Linked DNA regions of Mus musculus: region 2 is linked to region 1. A link is a contact called in public HiChIP or PLAC-seq data. All regions are on one chromosome and are shown on one strand. The core of a region is the stretch at or near the end of the contact, and the rest is flanking DNA. Distances in the headings are between cores, read along the strand shown.

Region 1 (2,700 bases), core at 44-2,543:
AACCACTGAGTATGTCTGTTGGCCTTCTCAAGGTTGGTGATGCCCACATATATATCATAGGTTTCGAGTTTCTTCCCCCTGCCAAGCAGAACAGAAGCCAACTGCTTGCAGCCCCCTGTCTCACCAGCCCACAGACAGGGTCTGCCGGGTTGGAAAGCGTGAGCCTGCTTGCAGCACAGTGTAGGCCTATCTGACAGTCTGACCTCAGAGGTCCTGATTTAGACTGAAGGAGACTTGGGGATCAAGTCTTAGGAGCCTGTGTCTGGGCTTTGAGAGCCAGATAGTCATGCAATGGGCCCCTCTGTGGCCTCCTCCTGAATAGCTGATTAAACCCTGTGGGCCTGACTGGATGAGGCTTGGGAGACAGGGCCATCTGACCAAAGAAGGTTCTGTGGAGGAACACGGTTTCTAGTGTGGAGGACCTTGCTGGAGGAGGGAGGGTAAGCTGGGGGCAGGGGCACACTGTAAATGGAGACTTCTCAAGTGGGGATGTAGCCTGGTCTGTAAAGGACTGTGCTCAAGAGGCCAGGCCATGCACCTAAGTACTGACTGGCCCAGTCAGCTAGGGCTGATAAATCCAAGCTGGTCCACTGGGAGCAGCTTGAAGTCTGAGATCAAGGGAATGAGTGCATCAGCTATGGTGTTTAGGTTGGGGGTTGGAGGAGGGTGTGTGTGGGGGGGGGGGCACGACTTCAACAATGACTGCAGCAGTCCAAGCCATGGGCACATGGTCGAGTCCTCTCCTTTCCTGTGTCCCTGCTCCACTCATCACCCCTAACAGCTCCTGAACCTCTCACCTGTCAAAGCAGTGTGCTGCCGACAGCACCCAGTAGGCACTGAGGATGGAGCCACCACAGATGTGAAAGCCAGAGTAATGCAAGCTGACCTGCCACGGCCATTTCCGATCACGAGCAAACTCTCCACCCAAGAGCTTGCCTTGCAGGACTGGCTGGCCACAGGCTGAGGAGGGGGACAAATGCAGAGTGGGCCCAAAGCCACACCACAGGAGGGGCGGGCCACGGAGGGAGGAAGGGACATCGTGTATTTGAGTGGGGAGGGGCCAGGCCAGGGCTTAGGGCCGAGGTTCCACCCAGGGAGAAAGGATCACCACCGAGACCCTGGGACAGGGGCCTACCCACGTCACCGCTCAGTGAATTTGCCTGGCTTTTTGGGTGTCGGCGACTAACTGATGTGACCCAGGTTGGGGAAGCCAGTAGAAGCGGAAACAGCAGGTATCCCAGGACGCCCAAGCCGGAAGTGAGGGCGGCCATGAAGCCAGAGTCGCAGCCCAGCAGGAGAGGGCAGCTGACCAGGAAATGTGACAGCGCCTCCACTGGTGAGGACGTGAACTGGACACGTGACGGCCCCTGGATCCTGGATGCGTTGGTGGCATCCCCAGCAGGTGACTTTGAACTAGCGGATGTGGATGGAAGGAACCTGAACTGTGTGGAGGCTGATACTGCAGATTGCCAACAGGACCACTCTGCCAACAGGGCAGGATGCCAGACGACCTAACCTCACCTCAGGTACGGGCGACAGACACTACCTGCGACACACACACACACACCATGGTCAGACTTGGATATACAAGTTCTTTTTGAGGATTCTGTGTTTCAAATTCCATTGCTCTAAGATCTCTCAGTGGCCGACTCAGATCTGTAAGATTTTTACTATTTACACATGCACCATCTACTATGAAATCTTTTTTTAAAATTAAGCCTTTGTTTATATACAGTAAAATCTACCCCTTCTTGTAAATTTTGACAACCCTTTTTTTTTACTTTCAAGGGAGGATCCCAGCTGATAGATAATGGTGGTGTATGCCTTTAATCCCATCACTGGGAAGGCAGGTCACCTATGGCCTTAGAGGTTCATTCATGTATGCATAGCTTCACCCACATAGATACACACAATTTAAAAGCTATTTTAAAAATACTATTTATTTATTATTAGTTATACGAGTACACTGTAGCTTACTTCTGACACACACCAAAAGAGTGTATCAGATCCCATAACAGATGGTTGGGAGCCACCATGTGGTTGCTGGGAATTGAACTCAGGACCTCTGGAAGAGCAGTCAGTGCTCTTAACCACTGAGCCATCTCTCCAGCCTTAAAAGCTATTTTAAGGAGAAGATTCCATAAGACTATGAAATAAAGGATGAGAAAAATTACAAAACTTTACGAGAGTTGTCGAAGTCAAAGGGATGGAGCTGTCCTGTGCACTTGGGTGTGATGTCATAAATATACTGTATACTTATACTGGGCATAAAGGTTGATGTCATAAACACAGCTGTTTCTGATCACACTAGATTCACAGCAAGTCTGAACAGAAGGCAAACAAGAAGAATTCTAAGGCTTCAGCAATTAAGATTATCAGTAAGGTACAGCCTAGAACAAAAACTAACAGGGGCAGGGAGAGACACGATGGAATTGTCTTCATCAATTCAGATGTTAAAACAAAACTCAGCCAGGCGTGGTGGTGCATGCCTTTAATCCCAGCACTTGGGAGGCAGAAGCGGGTGGATTTCTGAGTTCGAGGCCAGCCTGGTTTACAAAGTGAGTTCCAGGACAGCCAGGGCTATACAGAGAAACCCTGTCTCAAAAAAAAAACAAAAAAACAAAAAAACAAAAACAAAAAACAAAAAACAAAAAAACCCTCCAAGACTAGAGATGGTTTCGTGATTAAGAGCTAATGCTG
Region 2 (2,700 bases), core at 71-2,570, 570 kb after region 1:
CGGTGGATTAAATGAGGGTTTTAATGGTTTCTCGTCACTTTCATTCCACAGTAGTAGTGATAGCTACTGTTTGCTAACACTGCCGTTTTACCATGCATTCTCCCAGATGTCTCCAGAGGTGTCTTCAAGTCTTTTCTGGCACACCTGGTTCCATCTTAGACCATTCTCTTCTCCCTTCTTCCTCAGGAATCATGGCCCTTCCCCTAAGGTGGAGAGGTCCTGGGTTAGAAGGAAATCCTACAGTTTCCTGCAGTGAGAAATGTTCTTCTAATCAGACACTTAGTTCCACAGGGGCCTGTATTCCCTAACTCCACTCCCCCCACCCACCTTTCCCTTTGGGTGATTAGCCCATTGAGTCATATTGAGAAGTTGTGTTCCCACTAATGGGATGAAATGCACCTAAGCCTGAGATGGAAGAAAGTGGCCATTTTGTTGAGTGTTTCTGCTATCTTATCTTGAGTTCTGGTGCACTCATTTTCAAGAAATAAATAAATCACCTTGTTTCACTTTGTTTCTGTCTTCTTTTGAGCAACACTGAGATTATTCTTTTCCTGACAGTGCCTCTGTTTAGAGAACTATCTGCAGCTCTGAAGAAAACAATTCTGAGACCTGTAGCTAAAAAACCTGAAAACACCATTGTGAAGTTCCACGTTCCTGCTTCTTTTTGTTTCTGAGATGTGGGCTCCTGGCCTCTCTTTACTGACATGGTTCCTGTCATCAAAGACAGATGTCCTCTCCCAGTTGACAGCTTCCCTAATCCCTGATTTTTGTTAGTCAGAATCAGAATTACTGCTACCCTTGTCCAGAAAATTTTTAATGGAGCCCATTTGCTTGAAATGAATAAATACAAGCCTATCGTAAAGTTCTCCTATTTGGTCCAAGATCTTAGTCTTATATACGTATGTAGTCTGGCACCTGCTAGATGCATACCAAATGCTTGAAGAACGATTAGTTTTCCCCTTGGCAGCCGTGTGGAACTAGTTTGTATGGCCTGTTTTGCTGTCGCCAGTCTGGGGCCCTCCTGGAGGCTAGCATGACACAAAGACGTGTAAGTCCTTGTCATCTGGATGCTCGCTGCCGCAGAGCCTCAGTTTCACACGGTGCTCACCAGCGTCATCCGTTCTTCCTGCCAGTCCCGGGGGTCCTCGTTGGTGTTTTGACCTCTCTCTGTCATGTGAACTAGAAAGATGACTGGAGTAGATTCCCTAATCCTGACTACTCAATTTAGCTTTCCCGACACCCGTCGCCTAGCAACGCCCGCCCGCCTACGCCCAGGGCGCAGACTCAGAGTTTTTTCCCGCCCGGCCTCCCCGGGCGCGCAGTTGTGACGCAAGCACCCAGCGCCCCTCGGCAGCTGCTGGACTCCTGGTGCTATGGCTTCCTCTGGGGTGGCGGGTGGGAGACAGGCCGAAGATACGCTACAGCCACCGCCCGAGCTGCTGCCGGAGTCCAAGCCGCCACCACCGCCTCAGCCTCTGCCGGTCGCTGCGCTCCCGCCGCCGGCGGCTCCGCGGCCTCAGTCCCCCGCTGGCGCGAAGGAGGAGAATTACTCCTTTTTGCCGTTGGTTCACAATGTCATCAAATGGTAAGGGTCTAGGAAAGGTTAAGACACCACTTTTTGCGACTCTAGTGTCCCTGGTTCCGAGCTGCCAAAGCCCGTGGGCTCTGGACCACGCCCCATTTTCCCAGAGGGCCCACGTTGTCAGGCGCCTTAAGAGTTACACTTTACTCCCGGGTGAAGCCCACGTACTGATCAAATGCATAGATAGGTTCTGCAGTGTCCCATCCCAGATCCTGCAGTGACTTGGGGATGGGTCTTAAGTCCTTACACATAGCCCGAAGGCAATTTTATACAGTTGTTTTAATTCGCCTGCGTTTTGACTGTTCGCATGAAGCCCAGAGCGGAATTTCTCACTTGTGGCATTATATGAGCCCCGAAAAGTGTTCGAATTTTGGTGGACCTCAGACGTTCAGACTCGAGATTCTCACCGTGTACACAGTTTAGTACCCATTTCAATGCGAGGCATCTTACCTGTGTGGGCTCTGTTAGGTACTAGGGTTGTACACCGTAAAGAAAGGAGCAGCCATTTACCCTTACAGGGCTTAACGGTTACAAGCAAAGAAAAACAAACAAACATTCTTAAAAGTGGAGAGATGGCGCACACCTTTAATCCCAGCACTTGGGAGGCAGAGGCAGGCGGATTTCTGAGTTCGAGGCCAGCCTGGTTTACAGAGTGAGTTCCAGGACAGCCAGGGCTATCCAGAGAAACCCTGTCTCCAAACAAACAAGTGGAGAGGGGAGAAGTGATGCTAGGAAACATTTGAAACGAAGACACAGAAGTTGCTCTGAATGATTGTGTCCCACTATTAACTTTATTCTAATAATTCTAATAGAATATACAAGGATGTATGGTCTTTTAGGCCCAAAGTCTCCAGTCTCCATGATGGCCTATGTTTTTGCTCACTCCATATACGCTTGGGTCATTTCCAAGAGGTACACTTTTTGGTGCAAGCATTCTCAAGTGTGCTTTGATAAACTTAGGTGACGCGGAACAGTTACTGCCTGGTGCCTCTTTGTGCAGTCAGGATTCTTAGCAACACTGGGAGTTGGACAGGTTGGTGGGTAAGAGCACTCGCGGTACAAACGGCACAAGGATCTGAGTTCCAATCCTCAGCGTCCACATAAAAAGCCAGTCATGG

Evidence for each region. HiChIP or PLAC-seq counts read pairs in DNA pulled down with a chosen protein or histone mark.
Region 2: a contact with region 1 is called in an H3K27ac HiChIP or PLAC-seq map of embryonic stem cells, with 5 read pairs. The contact joins the promoter of Med9 here to the promoter of Prss38 in region 1. A contact is called at or near these places in 1 of 39 promoter capture datasets (cranial neural crest) and 2 of 115 datasets of contacts at active chromatin or transcription factors (embryonic stem cells and pancreatic cancer cells).

What each region holds. Positions count from the first base shown.
Region 1 is chr11:59,374,360-59,377,059 of GRCm38.p6, forward strand. It overlaps Prss38 (protease, serine 38), which reads right to left and starts at 1,294. Exons shown (of 5, transcript NM_001045521.1): 1 at 1,136-1,294; 2 at 798-960; 3 at 1-78. The coding sequence starts at 1,271. Gm15755 (a long non-coding RNA gene) reads left to right here and starts at 1,055. Exons shown (of 3, transcript XR_388692.4): 1 at 1,055-1,526.
Region 2 is chr11:59,946,894-59,949,593 of GRCm38.p6, forward strand. Med9 (mediator complex subunit 9) reads left to right here and starts at 1,321. Exons shown (of 2, transcript NM_138675.3): 1 at 1,321-1,585. The coding sequence starts at 1,374. Med9os (mediator complex subunit 9, opposite strand) reads right to left here and starts at 1,254. Exons shown (of 2, transcript NR_045273.1): 1 at 931-1,254; 2 at 1-203.